Regions from separate parts of the Mus musculus genome. Here all the other regions are linked to region 2. Evidence: chromatin contacts called from public HiCAR-type, HiChIP or PLAC-seq and promoter capture Hi-C data. All regions are on one chromosome and are shown on one strand. The core of a region is the stretch at or near the end of the contact, and the rest is flanking DNA. Distances in the headings are between cores, read along the strand shown.

Evidence for each region. Promoter capture Hi-C pulls out the DNA fragments that hold promoters and counts their contacts. HiCAR-type assays count read pairs that join an accessible place to other places. HiChIP or PLAC-seq counts read pairs in DNA pulled down with a chosen protein or histone mark.
Region 1: a contact with region 2 is called in a promoter capture Hi-C map of pre-B cells. The contact joins the promoter of Atg4a here to the promoter of Prps1 in region 2. A contact is called at or near these places in 12 of 39 promoter capture datasets (the 3T3-L1 cell line, 3T3-L1-derived adipocytes, the C10 cell line and 7 more), 6 of 484 Hi-C or Micro-C datasets (CD4 T cells, CD8 T cells, pre-B cells and 1 more), 5 of 115 datasets of contacts at active chromatin or transcription factors (the 230-238 cell line, astrocytes, cardiomyocytes and 2 more) and 2 of 9 other capture datasets (adipose tissue and liver).
Region 3: a contact with region 2 is called in a promoter capture Hi-C map of liver, with 2.8 times the contacts expected there. The contact joins the enhancer-like site here to the promoter of Prps1 in region 2. A contact is called at or near these places in 10 of 39 promoter capture datasets (the C10 cell line, the HPC-7 cell line, HPC-7-derived erythroid cells and 5 more) and 3 of 9 other capture datasets (adipose tissue, liver and pancreatic islet).
Region 4: a HiCAR-type map of astrocytes shows a contact between it and region 2, with 4 times the contacts expected there. The contact joins the promoter of Rbm41 here to the promoter of Prps1 in region 2. A contact is called at or near these places in 11 of 39 promoter capture datasets (the 3T3-L1 cell line, the C10 cell line, the HPC-7 cell line and 7 more), 3 of 484 Hi-C or Micro-C datasets (the N1E-115 cell line, cortical neurons and uterus) and 7 of 115 datasets of contacts at active chromatin or transcription factors (astrocytes, embryonic forebrain, fibro-adipogenic progenitors and 4 more).
Region 5: a HiCAR-type map of astrocytes shows a contact between it and region 2, with 2.8 times the contacts expected there. The contact joins the promoter of Nup62cl here to the promoter of Prps1 in region 2. A contact is called at or near these places in 1 of 39 promoter capture datasets (hippocampal neurons), 2 of 484 Hi-C or Micro-C datasets (embryonic stem cells and uterus), 1 of 115 datasets of contacts at active chromatin or transcription factors (astrocytes) and 1 of 9 other capture datasets (adipose tissue).
Region 6: a contact with region 2 is called in an H3K27ac HiChIP or PLAC-seq map of extraembryonic endoderm stem cells, with 10 times the contacts expected there. The contact joins the promoter of Tex13b here to the promoter of Prps1 in region 2. A contact is called at or near these places in 7 of 39 promoter capture datasets (the 3T3-L1 cell line, cranial neural crest, embryonic stem cells and 4 more) and 1 of 115 datasets of contacts at active chromatin or transcription factors (extraembryonic endoderm stem cells).

The regions. Positions count from the first base shown.
Region 1 is chrX:140,954,543-140,958,630 of GRCm38.p6, reverse strand. It overlaps Atg4a (autophagy related 4A, cysteine peptidase), which reads right to left and starts at 1,724. Exons shown (of 13, transcript NM_174875.5): 1 at 1,660-1,724. The coding sequence starts at 1,669. Psmd10 (proteasome (prosome, macropain) 26S subunit, non-ATPase, 10) reads left to right here and starts at 1,920. Exons shown (of 5, transcript NM_016883.4): 1 at 1,920-2,077. The coding sequence starts at 1,964.
Region 2 is chrX:140,455,287-140,459,523 of GRCm38.p6, reverse strand. Prps1 (phosphoribosyl pyrophosphate synthetase 1) reads right to left here and starts at 2,921. Exons shown (of 7, transcript NM_021463.4): 1 at 2,661-2,921. The coding sequence starts at 2,782.
Region 3 is chrX:140,735,893-140,740,119 of GRCm38.p6, reverse strand. It overlaps Mid2 (midline 2), which reads right to left. Exons shown (of 10, transcript NM_001358366.1): 4 at 3,578-3,685; 5 at 1,652-1,800. Among named protein-coding and RNA genes, the nearest start is that of Eif2c5, 38 kb to the left of the region's middle. Within about 2 kb of position 1,394, at least 4 of the 459 cell types and tissues checked have an H3K27ac peak or open chromatin away from gene starts, as enhancers often do. A contact at or near this core is called in liver, where this site is marked.
Region 4 is chrX:139,996,441-140,001,120 of GRCm38.p6, reverse strand. It overlaps Rbm41 (RNA binding motif protein 41), which reads left to right and starts at 2,526. Exons shown (of 7, transcript NM_153586.2): 1 at 2,526-2,621. The coding sequence starts at 2,614.
Region 5 is chrX:140,061,265-140,065,441 of GRCm38.p6, reverse strand. It overlaps Nup62cl (nucleoporin 62 C-terminal like), which reads left to right and starts at 2,874. Exons shown (of 9, transcript NM_001081668.1): 1 at 2,874-3,029. Dnaaf6b (dynein axonemal assembly factor 6B) reads right to left here and starts at 2,563. Exons shown (of 7, transcript NM_177921.3): 1 at 2,482-2,563.
Region 6 is chrX:140,810,996-140,815,187 of GRCm38.p6, reverse strand. Tex13b (testis expressed 13B) reads left to right here and starts at 1,755. Exons shown (of 4, transcript NM_031381.2): 1 at 1,755-1,816; 2 at 2,066-2,550. The coding sequence starts at 2,098.

The sequences.
Region 1 (4,088 bases), core at 475-2,974, 500 kb before region 2:
AGGTGTGAGTCACTGCACTGGACTTTGCAATTTTTCTATAAATCTAAAACCTTTATGGAAAAATTATTACATTGATTTAAATCAAAATCAGAATTTATGGCTTTCCAGATGGTTCCATAAGTAAGCCCAATGTCCTGTGGTAAATCCCCAGGCCCAACATGCTTGAAGGAGAGAATCAACTCCCAATAGTGTTCTCTGACTTCCACACTCATGCCAGGCATCATGTATGTAAGTGTACACACACACACACACACACACACACACACACACACACGGAGGGAGGGAAGGAGGGAGGGAGGGAGGGAGGGAGAAGAGAGAAGAGGAAAGGAGAGGAGAGGAGAGGAGAGAAACCAACACTCTTAGAAGCTGAATCAGGTCACACACAATCAATAAGATGCAATAAAATAATTAGTATTTAAAAGAATATGTTCCTGGATTATCAATATTTGGACATAACTTACTGCATGAAAACATATTTTCAAAGAGTTTTCTAAAGATTAAAAAGAACATTTGGAATAAATTTTAATGATAGAAAATAGCAACTTTAAACATCAGCTAAGCAAACAGTACTTCCCTCAAAGAATTCCGTTCTCTTAGTATTTCTGTGTTAAAAATAAATTTCACTGGGGTCTGGAAAGATGGCTCAGGGTTTAAGAGCACTGGTTGCTCTTCCAGAAGACCTGAGTTCAATTCTCAGTACACACATGGCAACTCACACTGTCTAACTCAGATCTCAGAGGATCCAACATTCACACGGTGTACAGACACACATGCAGGCAGAAAACACACTCACACAAAATTTTAAAAAGCTAAAAGCATTATATAAACACATACTCCACTATTATTATATCCCGAATTTCATCAATTAACATTTGTCATAACTTGTGTTCTCGAGTTGGTTTTATCATCTGTCCTGCAAAGCTTAAAATAACTATGATCTGGCGTTATATAAAAAGTTTGCTAAGCCCTGTTCTATACCATAACAAAGGAGACAAACTTCATCAGTCACTTTAAAAAATATATCTTTAACATTTTTCTAATGTCTTTTTTGATATTTTCTATAAAAGATAAGCCTTGCATCTCTTCTGCTGCAGCACTATTTGGAAATTCACCTTTAAAAAAAAATCCACATTGTTAGCTTAGCAATCTAGCAAAGTCTCGATGGTAATTGCCATTACCATGTTATTAAAGTGACAACATCATATACCCTGATATCCCTAAGGTGACCGCTGTTACTCACTGAGGTCTCTTAGGTATCTAGTGGCTCCTATGGCATCACACCCTGTCTTTAGCATCATTCTGGCACATCACCTCTGTATGGTGTAATGTATAACCTGTGTTGTAGCAGAGCCTTACTCTGATGCCACTCCGGAGAAATGCCAGAGTAACTAGCCTGTGCTTCTTTCCACTCCTTAAACAGTGGTAGGGAGGGGGAGGGTAGCTACAGTCAATGGTTCAAGCTCAGAGGTAGTACTCTGCTCCAACTCTGTCCCTTCCGCCTGCCACTGCAAGTGAGGGCCCCGAGGGACAAGATCTGTAGGATCCCAGAACTCTCTTGCGCTGCTACAGTTTTCATTTCATGTGGCCAACTTACTGGCCCACCAAAGACCACCCACCCTAGCTTTTTCACACAGTACTACCAGAAGCCGCTCCCATTACCTGACTCCATTCTCCAGCTGTCATCCTGGGCCAATTCCACCGGCAACTTGACTACGGCTTTCTCTAAGGATTCTGGGACTTGTAGTTCCACTTTGCTAGGACCCGGAACTGAGTGACTTCCAAAGACGCCTCCAGGCCTGGATCTGCTTTCAAACTGCAACTCCCAGAAGCTCCAGGCTATGGGCGGGGCTACAAGGAAAACAAAGATCAGTGATTGGAGAATTTCTAGTACTTTGATTGGTCGCCGGAACAGGAAATGCGAGTGGGCGGGGCTTGAGTTTCACGGAGGTCTTGGGAAGGCGAAATGGAGGGGTGTGTGTCTAACATAATGATCTGTAACCTGGCCTACAGTGGGAAGCTGGATGAGTTGAAGGAGCGCATTTTGGCTGATAAATCTCTGGCTACTAGAACTGATCAGGTAAACCAGCCCGAGGGCTTGTCGCCTAGCAGCGGGTGTCAACGAAGCCCTACATGGCTTCCGGGTCCTAACTTGGTGTGAGGCCACTTCTGCGCTCCTCCCGCCCACTCCTCCCTCTAGTAGCCTTGGGTTAAAACACGACTCCTGGTCCAACTGTAACCCCTCAGAGACTTTGGGACAGGGTGGGGAGGGGAAGCTAAGCTTGCTGAATTTCATATATTTCTAGAACACCCACCGCTTTTCTCAGAAATTTCCAGAGTTAAGAGACAGCGCGATGGAGATCTGTGAAAAAAGCTTGTTAGGTGGATTTTTCTTTAGTTGTAATCCCAGTCAGTGGCCCACGAGTAACCAAATGCCCTTTGTGTGTATGTCAGGAAGTTTGAGAGGAGCTGGGAATTTCAGTCAAGTCGGAAAAAAACAGGCATAAATGAAATAACGGTACATGTCTTATTACATATTTTAAATCCCCCAGAAAGAAGTTTACATCATTTCAGAACATAGAAGGAGAAGACATGATAGGAATAGTTGGGAAGGGCTTTGTATAGAAGGGGAGGTGATTTACACTGTGAAGAAAGAATGGGGTTCCATGTGGGGCGAGTGAACTGTGGCAAACAAAAGAGAATGGACATTGGGAAGTATTTCTGTTCAGATCAACTAAGTCTCAGGTTTTTATTGTGACTTTCCAAATCATAGGTTGCCTTCTGTGTTGAGAGGCAAGTGTTAAACATTAGTAAGACAGTACATCATACTTCAGAACTTCCATGTTGTCTCTTTTAGAAGAGAAATCGGAGAGACTGCTTTTTTTTGTCCTGGAATTTTCCTTTATTACTCAACAGTAGAATTCCCCTATGTTCACCGCGTTTGCTTTTGTGATGGTCTGGTGATGTGGTTTAAATTTAATAACGTGTATTAAGACTTAATCCACTAAAAATAAGGAGTCAGTGACATAAAAGAGACTGCTAATCAGGATTAAGAAGTTAAATACAACAACCAAATGCAATTAATTTATAGACTTTATTTGCATCCAGATGTAAACCACCTGGAAATGGGCTTATAGGAGACTATTGGTTTTAAGTGGGATAATTTTTTTTACTTTATGTAAATTTTTTGTTGTTATTTAAGATATGATCTCCCTATGTAATCCAGGCTGTCCTTCCAATGAAGATCCTCCTGTCCAGCCTCCCAAGTTCTGGAAGGTTTGCATTACCACCATGACAAAGAGTTAAGGAATGTCACTTTAAAAGGTCCAATAATGATCTTGTGCTTGTTTGTTTTACAAAAGTGATTTTATTTTTTAGGTGCTGAAATAATTAGAGGTGAACAGTCATGGCCTTTAGGATTCTGTTTTAAAGAAACCTCGGCAGGACTGCAGAGGTGGCCCAGTGGTTAGGAACACATACCTTCCTTTTTTCCCAACTTCCTGTAACTCCAGCTGCAGGGGGATTCATTGCATCTGGCCTCCCCACGCCCATGTGGTCACACGCACATACCCATCCACATGCACACAGTTCAAAGGGAAATAAAACGTTTGAAAAGAAAATTCAAGTAATAAAATCTAGAAGTAAATATGGCAAGATTTTGGTTGTTAAGGCTAAGGAATAGGGCATGTGATCGCTGTCATATCTCCTCTATTTTATGTGTATTTGAAATTTTCATAAAGTTGAACGGCTGACTGGGGACACTGACAGGGAAGGCTGTGGACACTTGTGGCTCCTTTCCTGGGTACCAACAGCATCTCCTCCCAAAGAGACACCTCCCTAAGTGTCATTTAAAGGCTGTATAAACACTCTTATACATACACTCTCATACACTCGCATTCACACTCATACACATACACACAATACACACATACATACAACCATCACTTTATATTTACTCAGGACTAAGAAGAACAGCAATAGGCACAAATAGGAACTGTCTTTAAGAATCATGATACTTAACTTAAAAAATAATAATTTTGTTGCACTGATTCTGTGGGGTGTGTTATAAAATACTCTCAACTATTTGTATA
Region 2 (4,237 bases), core at 1,672-4,171:
AAACAAAAAAACAAAAAAAAAAAGAAGAAAAAAGAAAGCTTGTCACCAAAAGGCAAAAAGAACCACCCAAACTATTCTGCAGTCAGGCATGGTGATGCAGGCTTAATTATACTTTAGGGAACAGAAACAGTCAGGTTTCTAAGTTCCAAGGACAGACTGGTCTACACAGCAAGCTCTAAACCACCCAGGTCTACTCCCCACCTCCCCAAAACACTTAGCAACTCACCCAACTTTTACCATGATTTGTAAAAATTTTGCTTAATAACCAACATTTCAGCTGTTTTTCTTTTTTTTTCTCTTTCTTTCTTTTTTTTTTTTCTTCGGGACAGGGTTTCTCTGTGTAGCCCTGGCTGTCCTGGAACTCACTTTGTAGACCAGGCTGGCCTCAAACTCAGAAATCCGCCTGCCTCTGCCTCCCAAGTGCTGGGATTAAAGGTGTGCGCCACCACGCCCGGCTTCAGCTGTTTTTCAAAACCAAGCTTAGAGCTGAAACTTTAGAGAGCCTGTTTAGCAGTTATAAGATCACAGGCTGCTCTAGTAGAGGACTGGAGCTCTGATTCCCAGGTCCCACATGGTAGCTCACAACCATCTGTGACTCCAGTCCCAGGGGATCTAACATCCTCTTCTGACCTCAACAGGTACCAGCCATGCACAATATATGTATATGCAGGCAAAATATCCATATACAAAATAACTTAAATCATAAAAAGCCTTATCCAAGTTGGGCTTAATCAAGATTAATCAGTAGAAAACTATGTTGTTCTCTTCTCCCATGACCACCACCACAAATATAATCTCAGTTTCTGGTGTGTTGCATTCTGCAAAGGGCAGAAGGATTAACAAACGGACAAAACAGTCCTCACATCACCCCCCCCCAAAAAAAAAACATAGAAGATTTAACCAAAGTGGCCACAAAACCCCACATTAAATTAAAAAAATATTCTTATCCCCTAGCTAGGCTGTTCTCAAAGTCTGGGGCTGCTCTGCTTTCTTTGAGGCCCAGGAGTAATAACGGTCAGAGATAAAAACAGCAGCTTGCACACCTCTTTTGACTAAGGTATTGCCTGGTTACAGATGCTTTCAGTGTTTGCACTGCCATTTGCATCACAATTAACAGCATGCTAGTCCTGGAAGCAGCCATTATTACAGATGAACTTTAACTAACACACACAGAAACAATTTAAAGGAAAGACTACAAGACGTTTAGAAATAATCAGAAAGAATAAATCTTATGTAATTTAATTGATCATTGGTTTAAAAAAAACTGACCCCTAACAGCTGACTGAAAGATTGTAGACTGTGGAGGTAGTGATGGCGCAAGTCTGCAAGCCCAGTACTAAGCAGGCAGTGAGAAAAGCAAGAGGATAAATGTTTGAGTCCTGTAGACTACCCCCCAAAACAAACAAACAACCCTAAAACCAAAATTAAAATAAGTGAACAAAAAAGCATTATTGTTAGTGTTCTTGATTTCATCTACTACAGGAAAACAATACAGTGCTCTAGAGGATCCTGTATATAGCTGGAAGGGGGCACTAAAAGAAGCACGGTCCAATAGTGCATGTGGATGATGACTGGGGCTAAGACAGTTCTGTTAGCAATTTTTCGGAGACCGTCTCACTACATAGTCCTGACTAGTCTAGAGTTAACTATGCAGACTAGGCTTGCTTCAAACTTGCTTCTCCTGCTCTTGCCTAGTGGCATGCGACAGCACACCAGTGCTGGGCCACGAGTTTTATAGCAGAGCACCAAAAAGACGACATTCAAATTTCCCTTTGCTGTTTGAGCTAGCTCTTCCACTGCGTTATTATTTTGTCACTGAACACTCACGTGTAAGTCGTTCCCTAAATCCTCACGCATTTAACACTAAGAAGTGGCTACAATGGAGGAGGGGCGGAGTGCTTGTATTATTATGTCTGCCAGTAGCGGAATTGGAAACCGTCAAAAATTCGAATTCTACAACTAAGGTTTCCCTATTTTTTTGGGATGACTTAAGCTGAGATGTCGAAGATCAAGGATGTTGAGCTCAAAGCAACCACTTTACCCCATCTACTGAATTTAACTTAAGGGTGGTTTGATTCCTCGACAGACAGGATAGGAAAAGCCGACACCGTGCCAGTCTAAGGGAACGTGGTAACGTTTTCGCGCCCTCAGAACACAATGTTTCCCAAGACCAAACCAGAACGCTACCATTTCCAACCAAAAAGCTTTTCAAATCTAGGAAAAAGACCACGATGGGGCTCAGAACGCCATAGGTTCTCTGATGTACACCAGTCGACGCGCGGAAAGTGAACCGAATCCAATCTACTGGCTCCACAGTGAAGCGACAAGCCACGTGTCCCCATGCCCAAAGCTAAGCGCCCGTACACCTCCAGACATTCCAGGAGGCCATTACCCCCCGACATTAGATCCTCCATCCCCAACCCCCAAACGTAGCGGCCTCAGCTCCCATCTCCATCTTGGCTCCACCTAACCGCGCGCAGCGAGGATGAACGCGACCCTCTCGGGAGGTAAAATAACGGAACAACCCGCGAGGCAAGCTAACCTCTGCTGCCCCTTTCTGCCCATCCTCTGCTGCCAGGAAATCCCACGGCCGCTCCATCCCCCGAGTTGCCATGGCCTGGGCAGGTCAGGTACACTCAAGGTACCAATTGCGTCCTTACCAGGTCTCCTGGTTGCTGAATTTCTTAGTCACCACCTTGCCTAGCTCAAGGCCCAGGCGGTCAGCGATTTTCTGGGATAAGTCCTGGTGGGAGCTCCCGCTGAAGATTTTGATATTCGGCATCTTGGGTAACTACCTCAACGTGCTCAGTGGTCGCCGCCGCCGCCGCTGCCAACACGGGAACGGAAGTCAGCAGGCAGTCTGAACACCAACAGTACCGCGTTGCTACTCCGCCATCTTACATTCCCGCCCAGCGCGCGGCATTAAATTGCCCAGGGGGCGGGATTACAAAGGAAGTTCTCCACCCAGCCTTTTCTGATTGGTTGGACGGGTGTGAGGGGCGGAGTCTTCCGGTAATGTTGCCGCCCAACCACTCTCTGGTAATTTGTTCAGAGGCGTGAAACGGGTTAAATTAAAGCACTTTTTACATCACAAAGATAGCCACAACGCAGGCGCATCGCAGGCAAAGGGCTTGTTTACCAACTCTAAATACCAAGTGTACTTTCTACCTGGAAGGCAAGCCCTAGGGGAAAGTGACTGAAGGTGAGTCACCCTGGGACAATGCGAGAGAAAGTTAATGTTTTGTCCTTATCACTGGATTCTAGTTTGCTCAATTAGAGAAGGAGTGTGGCTTTCCCCAAATATCTGGGTGATAAAATTATGATTAGCTAAAGATTGGAAGAAGAAAAAGTAAAGTATTATCCATGAAGAACCCTGAAAGAATCAGCATAGTGTTTAAGTCTGCCACAATTACAAGGTAATCTGGCTAACCTAGCCTTTTACACACGCTAACTGGACCAGTGCAAACTTGTGCAAACTAGTGCAGACTCTGTTTTAACAGTATTCCAGACAGCCATGAATTAGATGTAAAGGAAGAGTCACACAATTTTAGAATAAAAAAAAAATCAGTACCAAGGTGGCATACACCTTTAATCCTAGTATTCTGGAGGAGGCAGGCAGGCAGATCTATGTCAGTTCTAAGCCAGACTGATGTACAAAGGGAGTTCAGGGCCACCAGAGATATATAGTGAGATCTTGTCTCAAAGCAGCAACAATCAACAAAACCAAAATCATGACTACCAGGTATGGTGGTACATGCTTATCATCTTAACACTAAGGAGACTTAGTCAGGGGGGATCATGAGTCCCAAGCTAGCCTCGTACACACAATGTGACTCTGAGCCAGGCGTGGTGGCTCACACCTTTAATTTCAGCACTCTGGAGGCAAAGTGAGATCCAGGACAGCCAAGGAGATACAGAGAAATCCTGTCTCTAGGATTAAAGGCATGCAGCATCACTGCCCAGCCAGGCTTTGACAGCTGGGCACATTGGAATTATCAGCACTTATGAATTGGGCTTATCTCTATGAGTTCGAAGCCAGTCTTGTCTAGTGAGTTCCAGAACAGCTAGAGCTACATAGAGAGCCCCCTGCTCTCTCTGTATTGTTGCTCTTAAAATTGTCCGGCAAGGAGCTAACCCAAACCACTTTGGGGACTGAAGAGATGGCTCAGCGGTTCAGAACAAGTATTGCTTTTGCAGATGACCCACATTTGGTTCTCAGCACCCACATCCAAGTGGC
Region 3 (4,227 bases), core at 145-2,644, 280 kb before region 2:
TGATTCCATCTTATCCAAGTCAGAATAGTATCCACTTAAAAAGAAATAATAAATTCTGGCCAGGATGTGGATAAGAGAAAACCCTTATATACTGATAGTGGGAATGTAAACTAGTAAATTACTATGGAAATCAACATGGAAGTTACTCAAGAAGTAAAAATTGGTATGACCCAACTAAAACACTCCAAGTCACCATATCATAGACATTCTTATACATTAATGTTTATTACAGCACTATTCACAATGTCTTAGTTATAGAACCAACCCAACCAACTTACTCTAGTCAGTACTTTGCACTAAGTACTGTGATTCATCCTTGGTTGTGCAAATTTTCTTTACCATAGTTTTGAAAGTGAAATATAGGCATGAAAAAGAGTAGAGATGGTTGGGCTGACTCAGGTATAGGATTTTGTCAGGGTGATTAGTAAAAGGGCAATGGGAAAGGGGATTAGGAAAATATAATAGCTGGAGTAATAAGTCATAAAGCCCAAATAAACTTAGAACAAAGTAGAAATAGGTCACTAGTAAAAATAGGAAATAATACAACTTAATAAAGAAAAGATGTATTTGAATTTAAAAAGAGGCTGTGTTTAGAAAACGTGATGCTTTAACTTATGGCTGTGATTTTAAGTGATGATGATGATGATGACGATGACAATGATGATGATTGCCTAGGAAGTGAGTGACCTGAGTTGGAAGTCTCTGGAGAAGATGTCAGAGAAGGTGAATGGCTAGGTAAGCATATTACATAGGTTAGCTGTCCAAGTGAACTCACTCAAAATGATGGCAGTACCAATGGGAAGATCATGAGCTTAAAAACAAGTCTTCAATGAATGAGAGGGGAATATGTAAAGAAGACCATATCTGGACTAATGGGTTACTGTAGCCCCTTGAATAATTGGTGACTAATTGGGTAATGATTTACTTTAGAGCATAGACTCTGGGCCAATAGGTTGATTATTAATGATTCATGAGTTCTCTGATACAAGGTTCATGACATTAACTTTCAAAGGACAAAGAGATTAAGCAAAAGCCAAAGAATTACTTCTCTAAGGAATTTATGCAAGAAAAAGCTAAAGGCAAACAACAAAAACTGTACATACATCCACACACATACAGACAACAATAAATGAACTCAATGGGTTTGGTAGAAAGAAAGAAAGAAAGAGAGAGAGAGAGAGAGAGAGAAAGAGAGAGAGAGAGGGAGGGAGGTCGGTCGCGTGAAGTATGGAGAAAAAATTAGCATGGGGGATAGGAGAGGAATTGGAGGCAAGATAGTGGGGGCGAAATTGATTTCAAAAAAGTAAAACCATGCATAGGCTTAGGAAAGGCACATCCTATCAGTGTAGCCCGGAGTTTGTCTTCCCACACACCACAACTATCACAGATTGCTCAAGACCTAGCAGGAAGCTAACGGCAGGAGGTAGCCCTATGTTTGGCTATGCATTAAAAGAGCTGGCAGGCAGCAAAGACAGAGAAAGGGGTCCAGAAATCTGCAGGGTGATTTGTCACTAAGGCTCAATAATTACCTAGCTGGTAAAAATCTTCAGGTGGCAGCTACTACACAATGCCTGAAGAGAATTAAGTGACTTTATGCCAGCCCCTTTGCACAAGAGCAGGCATTTCAAAAGAACATCAGGAGCACACATACCTCTCGGCAATGTTTTTTGCAGACTGCAGAAACCGTGCTTGGTCATTTTCCTTTAGGATATGCTCAGCTTGGTTGATGAGGACTGTTGACCGCTCAAGACACTGGCGGCAATTAGCAACCTGCTGTGCCAACTTTCTCAGTTTCATAACCTTAAGAGAATTGGTAGGAGAAAAGATGACATAAAACATACTGCGCTTAATTAAAAACAATAAAACAACATGAAGGAGATCTGCCGTAGTGATTCTAAAAATAACGGTAATTAATATCCCATGAGCCCCGAAACAACTGTTCACCTTCTCACCCTGCCTGCTAAGTCTCTTGTCCAAAGTATAACCTGTTCACTTACATTGCATTCAGCCATCTACCCTGTTATCTACAGATTCAATAACATTGTTTTGATTGTAAAAGCAATGCATGTTAATTATAGAAAAATTTAAACACAAATGTAAAAAGCAATTCTACCACCTGGAGATCATTATTGTTTACATTTTATTGGCAATGTATTTTTACATATATTTAACAAAAGTACCTCATTTTTATTTATGAGTAGCTATATTTACATGTATATATTTCTCTAAGTGCCTATATACCTACCACGATGTAATTTTGGAAACTTCAGCTCATTGTTACTTCCAACCATCCAGTATGACACAAAGTACTGATCATTAAGTGAGCCCTATAACTTTACACATTTACCATGGCCTTATAATCATTATCATTTACCAGCAGCCTAGACACATCTAGAAGCTGCATGGCCTCACCTGATGCCTTTGACTCTTACTCTTTAGCTCCCTGCTTAGAAATCTGCCATTCAGCTGGGTGATAATGCACGCCTTTAATCTCAGCACTCTAGAGGCAGAGGCAGGTCTCTGTGAGTTTGAGTCCAGCCTGGTCTACAAATCGAGTTCCAGGACAGCCAGGGCTATTACACAGAGAAACCCTGATTCAAAAAACAAACAAACAAACAAGCAAACAAATGAGAGAGAGAGAGAGAGAGAGAAAGAGAGAGAGAGAGAGAGAGAGAGAGAGAGAGAGAGAGAGAGAGAGAGAGAGAGAGAGAGAGAAATCTGCAGTTCTTTGACTTGGCTCTATTTCATCTATTGTAGCTAATAAGTTGGATAAGATCATTTTCTCTCTATCAGTTATTATGCTTTTCCTTTCCATGTTCTATCATTAGTCAGGCTTACATCTTCCATAACTCATACCAGAAATCGCTGTAGGTCTCCAAGCTTTCCTGGCTTCAATGTCATCATGTTCTGATCTACCATGCATACCTCTACTATATCAGAATGCATCCTTTTACAGAATCATAATAGTTTCACAACACTTTTTGTAAGTTGGTCATATTTCTTCTGAAAACCAGATTCATGTTTCTACCATCATTTCTTTGTTTTCATTACCTTAAAATATAGGAGAGAAGAAGCTAGAGACAGAGTTCAGTTGTTAAGAGTAACGATTTCTTTTCAAGAACACCCACATACCAGCTCACAACTGACTATAACTCCAGCCTCAAGGGATCCAACAGCCTCTTCTGGTTTCCAAGAACACTGTATGCACATGGTGCACAGACATACATCCAGGCAAAACACCAATGGACACAAAAAACCTAAAGCATGCTAAAGTAAATCATCCACATACTAAGTAAATGATCACACACACACACACACACACACACACACACACACACACACACACGTACATAACCAGCATCCAGGTCGAGGTATAGAATGTTTGCATCACCCAGAGCTGCCACCATTTTTTTTCAGACTCTTAGGAAAGTCCAAACATTACTTCTTGGTATCTCTCCCTATGACCTTATTTCCTTTTGATTTTATTTTTCAACTCCAAACTGCAATCATCAGGAATGAACTCTGACTTTTGTGAAAAGTCACTGCACCTTGGCTTCACTGAAGCACTGTGGTTTACCTTTGTCTCTTTGATTTTGACAGCAATCATTTGTTTCCTCTGCTGGATGATCTCTACCAACTCGTCACATTCTTCCATAAGTTTTGCCTCATGCATAGCAGTATTCACCTGCCAAGAAAGTCCAAAGTGTTACACAATGATTATTGCTTTTGTCCCCTGCTGGCTCTAAAAGGATCGGACTGACAGCTAAACATGCACTTCTTCCATACCTCCCTCGATAAGATCCACTCCTAGAAGAAGAGTAGAGATGATGATATTAATGATGCAAAGGCATTGAAGCACCACAGATAGGAAGCTCTCCAGGCCTCTGGTAGGTCATGATGGTTAATGGAAGGCTGGGCAGAAGGACAGATGAGATGGGGACATGTTTTTCCCACTGTGCAAATCCCTGTACTCCATCAACCTGTCCTCCTGTGGTTCTTTCAAAAAGAAGGCAAGAAGATTCATGTATCTCAAGGAAAGAAGAGCCTCTTCCAAAGGCACAATGATATTAAGATTACAGTGCAATAACATATTTCTGTCTTAAAAGGTTTTCAGTTTTCTGATTTTAAATATGTGAATGTGCAGAGAGATTTTACATTAAACATGAATGTGTAGATATTTTTCACATAGTTGTCATAATGTTTTACTCATATTTCTTGGCTTAGAGA
Region 4 (4,680 bases), core at 1,277-3,776, 460 kb after region 2:
AGCACCTGTCCCAGACCTCCCCATTCCCTGGGGCCCCCAATCTCTTGAGGGTTAGGTTCATCTTCTCTGACTGAACCCAGACCCTGCAGACCTCTACTGTATGTGTGTTGGGGGCCTCCAATCAGCTGGTGTATGCTGACTGTTTGGTGGTCCTGTGTCTGAGAGATCTCGGGGGTCCAGGTTAATTGAGACTGCTGGTCCTCCTACAGGGTCACCCTCCTCCTCAGCTTCTTTCAGCCTTTCCCTAATTCAACCACAGGGGTCAGCTGCTTCTGTCAGTTGGTTGGGTGTAAATACCTGCATCTGACTCTTTCAGCTGCTTGTTGGGTCTTTCAGAGGGCAGTCAGGATAGGTCCCTTTTTGTGAGAACTCCATAGCCTCAGTAATAGTGTCAGGCCTTGGGACCTCCCCTTGAGCTGGATCCCACTTTGGGTCTGTTGCTGGACTTTCTTTTCCTCAGGCTCCTCTCCATTTCCATCCCTGTAGTTCTTTCAGACAGGAACATTTATGGGTCAGAGATGTGACTGTGGGATAGCAACTCCATCCTTCACTTGATGCCCTGTCTTCCTGCTGGAGATGGGCTCTATAAGTTCCCTCTCCCTACTGTCAGGCATTTCATCTAAGGTCCCTCCCTTTGAGTCCTGAGAATCTCTCACCTTCCAGGTCTTTGGTACATTCTGGAGGTTCCCCCCCCCCACCTCCTGCCTCCCAAAGTTGCCTGTTTCCATTCCTTCTGCTGGCCCTCAGGGCTTCAGTCCTTTTCCCTCACCCAATACCTGATCATGTTCCCTTTGTCCCCTTTACCACCCAAGTCCTTCCCTCCCTTCCCCCTCCTGTGATTGTTTTCTTCTCCATCCCAAGTGGAATTAAGGCATCCTCACTTGGGCCCTGCAGCATGTGTTCCACTATGTTCATAGTGACCTTATGACCTTATTTGCGATAGTCAGAAGCTGGAAGCCACCCAGATGTCCCTCAACTGAAGAATAGATACAGAAAATGTGATACATTTACACAATGGAGTGCTATTCAGCTATTAAGAACAAGGACATCCTGAGTTTTGCAGGCAAATGGATGGAACTAGAAAATATCATCCTGAGTGAGGTAACCCAGACCCAAAAGGACGTGCATGGTATGTACTCACTAAGAAGTGGATATTAACTAAAAAAAAGTACAGAATAGCCTGGATACAATCCACAGATCTCAAAAATCATGTTTTATTTTAACATAGTTCTAGATTTACATTAGAGCTTCATACTCTAGTGTTCCATATGTACTCTACTGTTTTTCTTAGAGTTCATGTCTAACACAACAGTATATTTGTCATGTACAATGAAACTTATTAAATAAAAACTATACTTTATTTATATGTACTTAGTTTTTACCGTGTGTCCTCTGTCTATTTCAAGATCCTACAATACATTTAGAAATCATATTTCTCTTGTTTCCTCATAAATGTGCAGAGTCTCAGAATTTTCTACTTACCTTTTATAGTTTGGAGGCATGGTAGTAGTCCTTCTTTGTTTTATATTTTTGTTTTGTTTTGGTTTTGTTTTTAGTTTTTTTCTTTCTTTCTTTTTTTTTTTTTTTTTGAGAATATGTAGACCTGGCTTGCTTTGAGCTATGTAATTAAATGAGCTTTGTAGCTTGAAATTTCCATCTTATAAATTAATACATTTTCATAACTTTAGAGATACTTGCTTTTCCATTTTGGGCCATTAAGAACACATACTTTTATTGTTTTTGTTATTCATGCTGTTGCTATTGTTGAAATTGGGTCTCGTGTAGTCCAGCCTGCCTTTGAACTTCCCGAACAAGTATTCCACTCCCAGTTTGTGTGGTGTTGAGGATCCCACAGGGGGCTTTGTGCATGCATGTCAAGCCAGCACGTTACAGATTCAGCTACATCCCTAAACCCGGGAACTAATGCTTTTAAACACTTTTCTATACGAAGCTTTTTAAAAATAAGCTATGCTCTGCATCGGAGTTTTTTGCCTGCATGTACGTGTGTGCTTGGTGTCCCAAAAACAAGTCAGATGCTCAGAACTGGAGTTATCGACAATTGTGAACTGCTGTATGGGAACTGAACTCCGGTTCAGTACCATATCTGACTCTGGCTTCGATATATTTTTATAAAATATTCAAAAGTCTGGGTACGTACTGCTTCTGACTTTAAACTAAGGGAACCCAGAAGGATCTGTTACAACTAAGAGAGAAGCATTAGTGCATACAATGTGGTTAGACCAGAGGCTTGAGGGGAAACAGCAGGCAGGTCAGATAAATCCTTAAAAGAGAAGCCTTGCTGACAAGAATGAAGACGGTGATTAGGAACAATATAGGATTTATTGATACTTAGAGAAAAATCCAAGAAGCCAAAGGTGAATCCTAGGCTTATGAGCTTTATATTTTGGATGTTATCTTTAACCTGGGCCAAAAATTCTTAATTTCCAATAAACCCATCACCCAATACCCGCTTTCTCTTTCCATCATCACATTACTACACTTCCCAGAGTTCCACGCTCCAACCTTCATCACCTTTGAGTCTGCCGCACAGATTGCTGGGAGTTGAGGTCTCCTTCCTATTTACCCAAGTTAGTGATAGGGGCCTGCGGAAACATGAAGAGGTAAGGTCATATCCGGGTTGCTGAAGGCAACTTTTATCTTTTACTATGAAACTTTTGTGTCTTTTTTTTTTTTTTCCCTTTTGTTTGGGATGTGTCACGTTCTTGAGGGGCGGTTTTTCTCCAGCGGGAAGACAAAGGAGAAAGGAGGAGGGAAGGCCGGCAGGCTGGACCAGTCTGCGGGGGTGAAGTTCTGGAAGGGCCGTAGCCAGGCGGGTTTCCACTGGAATGTTTCCCTCAGGGCAGAAGCGTCTGGAGCTGCCTGGCCTCTCACATTCCTGACTCTCCGGATGCTCACGCCAGCCACTCCCTGGCCCGCCCGCTGGTCCTGCTAGGTCTCACCGGCCAGAGGGTCAGAGGGTGGGCACTTTACTTTGTCTAGATTTTAAAGACATAATGGGCCCGCCACACCGGGTAGTGCTTTGAGATCTTCAAGTTACAGGGTGATAGTTTGCATCTCCAAATTGAGCGCAGATCTGGCTTCGGGTGCTTTGGAAGAAGAAAGGAAACTTAGGGCAGTTTCCCCTCCTGATTCTGCAGTAAATGGCCCTTTGAGCCTGGTGCGGACCTCCCTGAGGCCGGAGCTTCCCAGTTATTGACAGGACAGGAAACCTTAAGAAAAAGGAGCCACTTAGTTTTGGCTTCACACTGCCATTGAATCTTCGCACTGGAACAGTGGCACAAAGAACCTGTTTAGGAATGCTTTCTCCTGAATTGTTTTTAAAAGGTTTTTGTTGTTGTTTGTTTCATTTGTTGTCTTGTTTTCATGTTTCCTCTGCTTGAATTATTTTAATTATTCTGTGATGAGATTCCTCATACATGGAAAGTGAATCTAGTGTATTGCTTGGGTGATTATAAAGAGCTGTTTGCTATACAGGTTAAGAGGTAGGACATGATTCACATAAGTGCCTTAGAAGCCCCCTTGGCTCTCAGATTGCTTCTTCCCCTTTTATCTAGGAGTTTGCACCAATTACAATTATTCCTTTGCCTTTTGTTTGTTTGTTTTTGTTTTGTTTTCTTGGGTTTTTTTAAGACAAGGTTTCTCTGTGTAGCCCTGGCTGTCCTGGAACTCATTCTGTAGACCAGACTGGCCTCGAACTCAGAAATCCGCTTGCCTCTGCCTCCTAGGTCCTGGGATTAAAGGTGTGAGCCACCACAGCCCAGCTGTTTGTTCCTGTTTTGTTTTTTGTTTTTTAGTTCATTTTCCACATAAGAGTTTAATCCCTGAACAAAATATTCCTAGTATCATCTGTGCTTTAACCTTATATAAATGAGAGTATATTGTCTTTTTCTGTGATAAGCTTTTTTTAAAAACCCACAGTATTTCTCAATAGAGCCATGTGTGTTGATATGCTTATTCATGTTTAACAGATTAAATTTAGCAGTAACTTTTGGGATTGTAAATAAAGATAGACTTAAAAGGTTTTTAAAAACTTAGTTCTAGAGTTATTTTAGAATATTTCAATATGGGTCCAGCTCTTTCTAGGAATCTTATAATTACAGGGATTTTTTTGTACTTATTATAAACCCCAGTAGACAAGGTCTGTTTGGTAAGAAATTCGATATTTAGTTTTCTCATGGATTTAACTCATCTTTGTGTTTGTTCATGTGTCTCTACCCTGTTCTCATATGGTTACATGGTTGTGTTATTTCTTGGGACGTGAGTAAGAGTTCTTAATCACTTGAGGTTGGCTCACAGCCCTGATCCAGTTGTCTACCCCACAAGACGCTCTTCATACTTTCTGCCCTTCTTCAGAATTTCTTCTCTAGTGGCTTCAGATCTTATGACCTCACATGGCTTCAGCTTCCTCTGTGTTGAGCCTCAGACTGTCCTCCCGGTAAGAACTGTAGCCAGTCAACGTTTGTTGTTGCTTCAGACCAGTGCCTTGGAAGTGCACTTCATGGGAGGATTTCAGAGTTGGAAGGGCTGCTCACCTCAGTGTAGGTTGTAGTGACACTGACCTTCCATGTATCCCAGCTGGAACCATTTTCCTTCCTTCATACCCACATTCTGTGAAGCTGTGCCAACAGCTCGAAATTGAGTGTTTGCATTTATGTGCCT
Region 5 (4,177 bases), core at 1,625-4,124, 390 kb after region 2:
GAAGAAGGCCTGAATTGGGTCCCAGGTTCTGATATATTGTCTGATTTATCAATTCTGGTATTGAAATTCTTCTGAGAATACAAAATAAAGTATCATCTCTGCCCATGTCTGAATTAAATAATAATATTCTGGCTAATTATTATTTTTTCTATTTTTTGGTGATGCTTAGGATTGCATCTGGGCCCTTATGATTGTAAGTAAGTGTTCTATTATAGTACACTAACTATTCCTACCATTATAAAATTATTGGGGTAGGAAAGGGCGAGGAGGAGGGAACTGATAGAATGGCTCCATGGTTAAGAGTGCCTACTGCTCTTGCAGAAGGCTCTAGTTCCCAGCACCCTCATCAGACAGCTTGGAAATGCCTGTGATCCAGCAGCTTGGGCCTCCATGAGCAGCTGCATTCCTATACATACATAGACCCCCAGGCAGACGGACATAATTTCTTGACAACTATACTCATCAGTAATTCTTTGCCTATTAAAACTAATTTCATTATGGACTGGGGATGTAGTTTTCAATAGTTGTGTTCTTAAGCATGCCAAAGGATCTAGGTCCAACAGGAAATAAGTGTTATAGCTTTAAAGTATTCAAGAATAGTTTCTTTTTTTATATTTTTAACATTTACTACCATAAAAATATTCATAAACATGGGAGCTTAACAAGGTTTCTGTCACAAAGTTAAAATGTAGTTAATGGAAATTGTTTTATTTCTTTTTTCAGTACCTGGAATCTTATATACAAATACAAGTCAAGACATAAAGTACAGCTACTCAGAAGGCTGATGCAATTCAGGTAAGTCTGGGCTACAGAGGTCAAGGTCAGCCTGGGAAACTTAGTGAGCCCTTGTCTCAAAATGAAAAATGAAAAAAAAAATGAAAAAGAGGGCTTAGGAATAGAGCCCAGTGACAGCATGTGACCTAAAGATAAAAACCTGAGCCTTTTTTTTTTTTTTTTTTTTTGGTTGTGATCCTAGCCTTTAATGGCTGAGCCAGCTGGGCGTGGTGGTACATGCCTTTAATCCCAGCACTGGGGAGGCAGAGGCAGGTGGATTTCTGAGTTCGATGCCAGCCTGGTCTACAAAGTGAGTTCCAGGACAGCCAGGACTATACAGAGAAACCCTGTCTCAAAACAAACAAATAAACAAAAAAATCCTAAGCCTTGCTTGGTTTAATAATTCCTACATCTGCACTTTATCTAGTTTCTTTATTTTAAAACACAGAGTCTCTCCCATCCTTTTAAAGATGTGTTGCTTTGCTTTGGTTTTTGAGACTTGATCTTCCTAACTCGGCCAGGCTGATCTTGAACTCCTGGGTTCAAAGGAACCTCACATGTCAGTCTCCCTAGGAGCTGGTCTCACATGAGCTAGAAACTAAATTTTTACTCTGAGATGCAAAACTTTATTTTGATAGGACTCGTCCTGAGTCATCAAAAGCTGTGTAGTATGCCTGCAATCCTAGCACTTGGGAGGGCTGTGGCAGAAGGATCTTATGTTTAGGGGAGCCTAAATTGTAAATGGGATGGGGTACTATATAGCACATTTCAGGTAAACTTAATACAGTTGGCAGTACTTTTTTCTTAGTTTTGTATTCCACTCCTATATAAAAAAAGAGTCAACTGGTAATTTTTCTTTCAGTTCTTGAAGTATACGACTAAGGTTAAAAAAAAAGCCAGTTTTGTTTACTTCTGTAGTCTGTTCTGAATCCCTATTATGACAGGAAAATTCTTAAGATTAACAATCCTTATCTCTCAGCTCGAACTCGGTGCTTTCCCATCCCTCAGATTTGGTTTTTATCCCAGTTGTGTATGTTTTCAAAGTTAAAGTCAAATGACAAAATACTCCCCTAATCAGTCTTTGGTTGAGTAATAATATTTTTAAGGTACAGTAAATATGAGTGTGACCATTGGTCTTCACTCTTAAGGATATGACCAATGACCTCAGAACTTTCAGGCTACTGAAATCCCCTCCCACGGATATACTGTTCCATAGTGAGAGGTGAGGGCAATTTTATTTTAATTTTTTCATGTCTGAAAGACTTTACAGAGTGCTCTCTTCCTCTATTTCCCATCCAAGACCTGCTGGCCCTGAAATAATACTGCTTTTCACATAAAATGGAAGGTACAATGAGTCTTTCAACTTTGAACACCAGACGTACCTAAAAATTAATTTTTTAATGAAAATGGGGGGGGGTCTCACTGGGGACCCATTGAGTATGTGTGAGATTTGAGAAAGGAAAATTGGGAAATATTTTGAGGTTCAGCACCCATCCCTTCTGTAGTTTTCTAGAAACATCATGCTTCAGGGGTTGAGGGGGGTGGGAGGAACTTTGAGAACATTTGCCTCCACTTTGAGCAACATAGGGCTTTTGGGGGCTATCTCATTGAGCTCTAAAGTATTTTTAAATTCTCCCTAGTTCCTCTGACAGTCACAGCATTGAGCACCCTCCTCTGTTTTCACTCCTAAGTTTCAGTTTTCCTCACCTTGGTCGGTGCTCCGCACAGCTCACAGCCTAGGGGACGAAAATAGACTGCTGCTCCCTCGCTGTGCGTCTCTCTGTTGCCCGGGTAACAACTTTGTTGAACCCGCTTTTTTTCCACCTGTAGGACCCGTTTGACTCTGCTAGCCAATCATAGAAGCGTCTCCTTTAAAACAATACCAGCAGCAACCAATCCCGGGGAATCCCATGCTTGGCCTCCACGGCCGCCCTTTTCCAGCTAAGTAGGTCGACTCGGGTTAGGCTGCAGGATCTGTTGCTGCTGGCGCCTGGGAGTTTGCTGCTTCTCCGCCCGAGTCCGGGTCCGCCCCCTTCTCTTGGACCTGCCTCTCGCCCCGCCTCCGCCCTCACTTTGTAGACGGGACAGCGAGCGAGTTCAGCCACGGAGGTAAGAGCAGGACTTTAACGTTTGTCCCGCAGGCTTTTCGCGGCGAGCTTTCCCGCGCCGCCCCCCACCCTTACCAGGTCGCCAATTCCGGGTCTGAGAACTCAGTACCTTCAGCGGGTCCGGAGCGGAGCAGTGGACGCGGAAGGGTAGGACTCACGGGCGGGGATGGGAAAGCTTTGGTCTCGGCGATGCTCCGACTCTTCACGCCCCCTCCCGTGACAGAAACACGTGTTGTGCCGACTCTGTCCCTGCTAGGCACTGGTTCCACCGGAGCCTGTACCTTGGAGGTCGCGGAGCCCTGGGCGCTTGCGGTGGGATTGCGCTTTTTATTCCGTATGGGGGAAAGCCTGTCCCTCCGGGAGGCTGGGGGAAAAAGCGGGTCGTTCCGGGAGGCCGTGGGGAAGAGCAGGTCCGTCCGGGAGGCCGGGGAGAAAGCGTGGCCGTCTCGGAGCCCAGGGTGGGGGGTGGGGGAAAGCGGGTCCGTCCGGGAGCCCGGGGGAGAGCGGGTCCGTCCGGGAGCCCGGGGGAGAGCGGGTCCGTCCGGGAGCCCGGGGGAGAGCGGGTCCGTCCGGGAGCCCGGGGGAGAGCGGGTCCGTCCGGGAGCCCGGGGGAGAGCGGGTCCGTCCGGGAGCCCGGGGGAGAGCGGGTCCGTCCGGGAGCCCGGGGGAGAGCGGGTCCGTCCGGGAGCCCGGGGGAGAGCGGGTCCGTCCGGGAGCCCGGGGGAGAGCGGGTCCGTCCGGGAGCCCGGGAGAGAGCGGGTCCGTAGTCCGTCCCGGAGCCCATAGGAGAGCGGGTCCGGGGTCCGTCTGGTAGCCCCGGGGGAGAGAGTGGGTCTATCCAGGAGCCCGCGGGGGAAAGCGGCTCCGTCCGGGACCTCGGGGAGAGCCGGTCCAGGGTTCGTTCCGGAGCCCGGCGGGGAAAGCGGGTCCGTCCGGGCCCCCGGAGGAAAGCAGTTCCGGGGTCCGTCCCGGAGCCCGGGGAGAAAGCGGGTCCGTCCGGGACCCCAGCGGAAAGCGGGTCTGGGGTCCGTCCGGGAGCCTGGGGGAAAACCGGGTCGGTCCGGGAGCCCGGGGAGAGTAGGTCCGGGGTCCGATCCGGAGCCCGGGGGGAAAGCGGGTCCGTCCGGGACCCCGGGCGGAAAACGGGTCCGGGGTCCGACCCGGAGCCCGGGGTGGGAAGCGGGTTCGTCCAGGAGCCTGGGGAGAGCAGATCCTGGATCAGTCCCGGAGTCCGGGGGGAAAGCGGGTCCGTCTCGGAGCCCGAGGGGAGAGCGGGTCCGTCTGGGAGGCCAAGG
Region 6 (4,192 bases), core at 506-3,005, 360 kb before region 2:
ATATCATACGATAGTCCAGATTTTTCTTTGTTTTATTGCTGTTAAGACAGGGTTCCTCACTGCACAGGAAGACCAACCAGTTGGACCTAGCCCCTCCACCCCAATGTAACAGATGTGCAGCTCGGTCTTCATGTGGGTCAGGAACAACTAGGGCTGGGGCTGGCTATTTCAAAAGCAGTTTCCTGGCCGTGGGATATGTTCTTCTAGCTCGGTTGCCTTGTCTGGCCTCAGCAGGAGAAGAAATGCCTAGCCTCACAGAGACTTGATGGGGGGTGGGGGGATGGAGCAGATACCCAGGGGACAAGAGGAAGGAGGACATGCGGAAGGAGGAAGGGATTGTGGGAGGGGAAGATCTGGAGGGAAGGCAGTGACCAGGAGGTAAAGTGAATTTGAAAAAAAAATCCTCATCAGATTCCGGAGACGTTGGATGAGTAAAGTTGTATTCACTGTGAATTACCCAGTCTATGCTTCTTAAATAAAACCGGAAATTGACTAAGGAAAAGAGAGAGAGAGAGAGAGAGAGAGAGAGAGAGAGAGAGAGAATGTTCCTCTGTTCCTCGGCATAGACCCAGCTATGTTGGAGCTCACTCTGCAGACCAGACTAACCTCGAACTCAGAGACCCACCTGCCTCTGCCTCCCGAGTGTTGGAATTAATGGCGTGCGCCACTGTGCCTGGCGAAAGTTAGAGGTTTTTAATAATGCATGCATATCTATTTTCTTTATAACAAATGAAACCAGACAGAGAACTTTTAATTCACTCTCCCCTGACCACCATTTTCAGCCCACCTTCCCAAAATAACAAATGCATGGCATTTACACTCCCCTTCCTCATTTCTCTGATCAATCTGTCTGTCTGTCTATCTTTCTACCTATCTATGTTTATGGGTATTGTGTCTGCGTAAACGTCTCTATACCAGAAGAGGCCACTGGATCCCACAGGACTCCGGTGGCTTACAACTATCTAACTATACCGTTAGATAGTTGTAAGCCACTGGAGGAGTCAGGACTTGATCTCAGCACCTCTGCTTGAACGCGAGAATGGCCAGTGTTCCTAACTGTGGAGCCCTCTCGCCAGCCTCCTCACTGAGTATTTTAACAGACACAGAAGTCCGTCCGAGGTCCAGGTAGCATTGCTTCCTGCCCGATCTTGGAGAGCTTTGGTAGTGAATGGAAGACAGGAAAGGGACCCGTTTACGGAACTGCCAGATGGAGAGGGTGCTTGCGACACTGACTGTGGTGGGCATGTGAAGGTGGAAGGTGCTTTGTTCGGGGTAAAGAAATGTCCACAGATTACTATGGTGGACTATGGTAGAAGGGCTTACCCTGAGACTATGCCCTCTTCCTTGGGTACTGCCAGAAAATCCTGTGTGGCTGGAGTTTGAGCTCTGGAACATTCCGGCCATACAAACCGGGTACCCGCTGGGACAAACCACTATACTTGGGGGTATGTCTTTGGAAACTTGCTTTTAGATGGTTACAGATTTTTTTTATAGTTTCTTTTTTCTTTCTGTCTTCAATGGGTTTCAACAAATAGTTGTTTCTCATTTTTTGTTTGCTTTTTTTTCTGGTAATTAGATGTCGCTCCCTACACCTGACATCCTCTCACGCCCCCCGCCCCCCTTGCCAGTCCTGGAAGTTGGAACAGTCCAAGAGTAAACCTCGCGAGACTTTGAGACTTCCGATGAGACTTGGCCTTCGCGCGTTTTTTTTTTCCACGGCTGCAGTCGTCTTCTGTCTTCTTGGGTGAGAGGCAGTGCGGTCTTGTGTTCCTGTCACTTCTGTCGCCCTTTGGTTTCAGGACTGCTCATCTCACAGGTATGTTCGGCTTATGCTTTCTTTGGTCGCTAGCCTTCAGAGAGGTGAGGCCTGGTTTGGTTTTTTGGGGTTTTTTTTGGGGGGGGCTGGGGGAATCGTGGGAGGGACAGGTCCCGGGGAGATGGAAAGTCTCCCGAGGAACAAAGTGGCAGGCAGGTGACAGGGGAAGGGCGAGCTAAAGAACTGATGGGAGGCTGAAGTTCCCTCCGGGGGCTAACGAGGACCTACGGCAGCTTTTGTTCTTGCCAGGGCCAGCCAAGCCCCTAGAGCACTCAGCCATCATGAATTGCGAGGATGTCACCACCGGGTTCCGCCATGCCAGGGTGTTAATGTTCATCAACGAACAAATGGCCAAGCACTCCAGAGGCCCGGAGTTCTACCTCGAGAACCTGACCCTGTCCTGGGAGGAGGTGGAGGAAAAGCTCAATGTCCTCCTGGACGGTACCGAGGTGCCTCGGGATGTTCAGGAAGCCTGTGCCTGGAGCAGCCTGGCCCTGGGGGTTCGCTTCGCTTTCAGGCAGGGCCAGTTGCAGGGGCGCAGAGTGCAGTGGCTGCACGACTTCGCCAGCCTGCACAGGTCAGCGGCGCATGCCCTGGCATTGGACCTGAAGAAGCTCACCGACCAGCACGAGATAGAACGCAAGGAGGCGGCCTACCAGCTTCTTTTGGCCCACACTAAACTCGCAGAGGTGCAGAGAGAGCGAGACCTGATGAGACTGAAGCTACTACACGCAGTAAGATTACCTCCTAACCCAGTCTTATTTCCACCCCTACATCCGTAGCCCAGTCCGCCCCAACACCCATACCCCAGTCCACCCCAACACCCATATCCCAGTCCATGCCCACACCCATACCCCAGTCCACCCCAACACCCATACCCCAGTCCACGCCCACACCCATACCCCAGTCCACCCCAACACCCATAGCCCAGTCCACCCCAACACCCATACCCCAGTCCACCCCAACACCCATAGCCCAGTCCACGCCTACACCCATACCCCAGTCCACGCCCACACCCATACCCATACCCCAGTCCACCCCAACATTCATACCCCAGTCCACCCCAACACCCATACCCCAGTCCACCCCTACATCCATTCCAGGAATGTGTTTCAATTCTGCTCACTTCTCCCCAGGAGCTGAGGGCTGTTCCAGTTGCACAGATGCCAATCATGACTAGTGTCCCTGCAGCTGTTGTTCCTCCTGCTGTAGCTGCTGCTGCTGCTGCCGCCGCTGCCACTGCAGCCGCCGCTGCAGCTTCAGCTGCTGCCGCTGCTGGAGGAGCACAGACAGGGCCAGAGATACAAAATGCAGGAGAGAAAGAAGAGGTGACAGCTAGTCAAAGCGCAGAGTGTAAACCAGAGGAGATGGAAGGGGTTCAAGCCGTGGCTGCCACTAGGGCATCCACGTGGGCGATGGAAGAAAGCACCCCGGAGCATCTTGGAGCTATGCAGTGGAAAACTTATCCCCGGGGCTTAGAGGGGCAGGAGGAGGGGGAAGGCAAATCTATGGGAACACCCACATGTCCTGACTCCAAGCCATTGGGGTCCGGGTGCGGGTCGGAAGGCTCCCCACAACCTGTTACAATCCAACTCCCTGTCTCATTTACATACTCATATGAAAGCCCCTTCCCTGTCACATCCACTCCATCCCCACCACTAAGCACAGTCACAGAACCTCAGATGCCTCCCTACTTCATGGCCACTGATATGAATATGTCCGAAACTGAGGGCCCAACAGTGTACCTCCAAGATCCCCCTAAAGACAGTCGTGAGAGTAGACCCCCGCTGCAGAGAAAAGCATCATTTTGCACACCGGCGGGTTGGGATTGCCCTTGGTGTAAATCTATGAATTTTTCAAGGAGGGATTCTTGCTTCCGCTGTGGGAGGCGAGGCTGGCAGCCAAAACCTCAGTGAGTTTTTTTTTTTAATGTGATACAGAGCAGAAATCGCTCAAAGGGGAGGAAGTCGGTTTTCAGAAGTGGGAAAAGGGGAGGGGGCTTTGTGGGAGTGGAAAGGGAGGGATGGGATGGGTACAGACAGGTGCGGGAGGGACAAGTTTTGATGATTTCTTTTGTATTTCAGATTGTTTGCATTTGAACTGCTTCAGGGAGTGTGTGTGCATATGTATATCACCTGGTAGAGCTAAATACACAGTACACACACCTAAGCTGTATGTACTGTATATTTAGAGATATAGTGGTTATTCAACCCATTCTGAGCCCAGATTTTTCAGGCTGGAGGATCTAAACAGCTGAGTAGTGGGTAGAGTCAGTGGCTCACTGGAAGTTGGGTCCAGGGTCATAGCCAGTGATAATGGAGGTACACTCCACTCCTGGTCCTGGCTAATGTAGGGAACAGAATCAGCTGCTTTCCA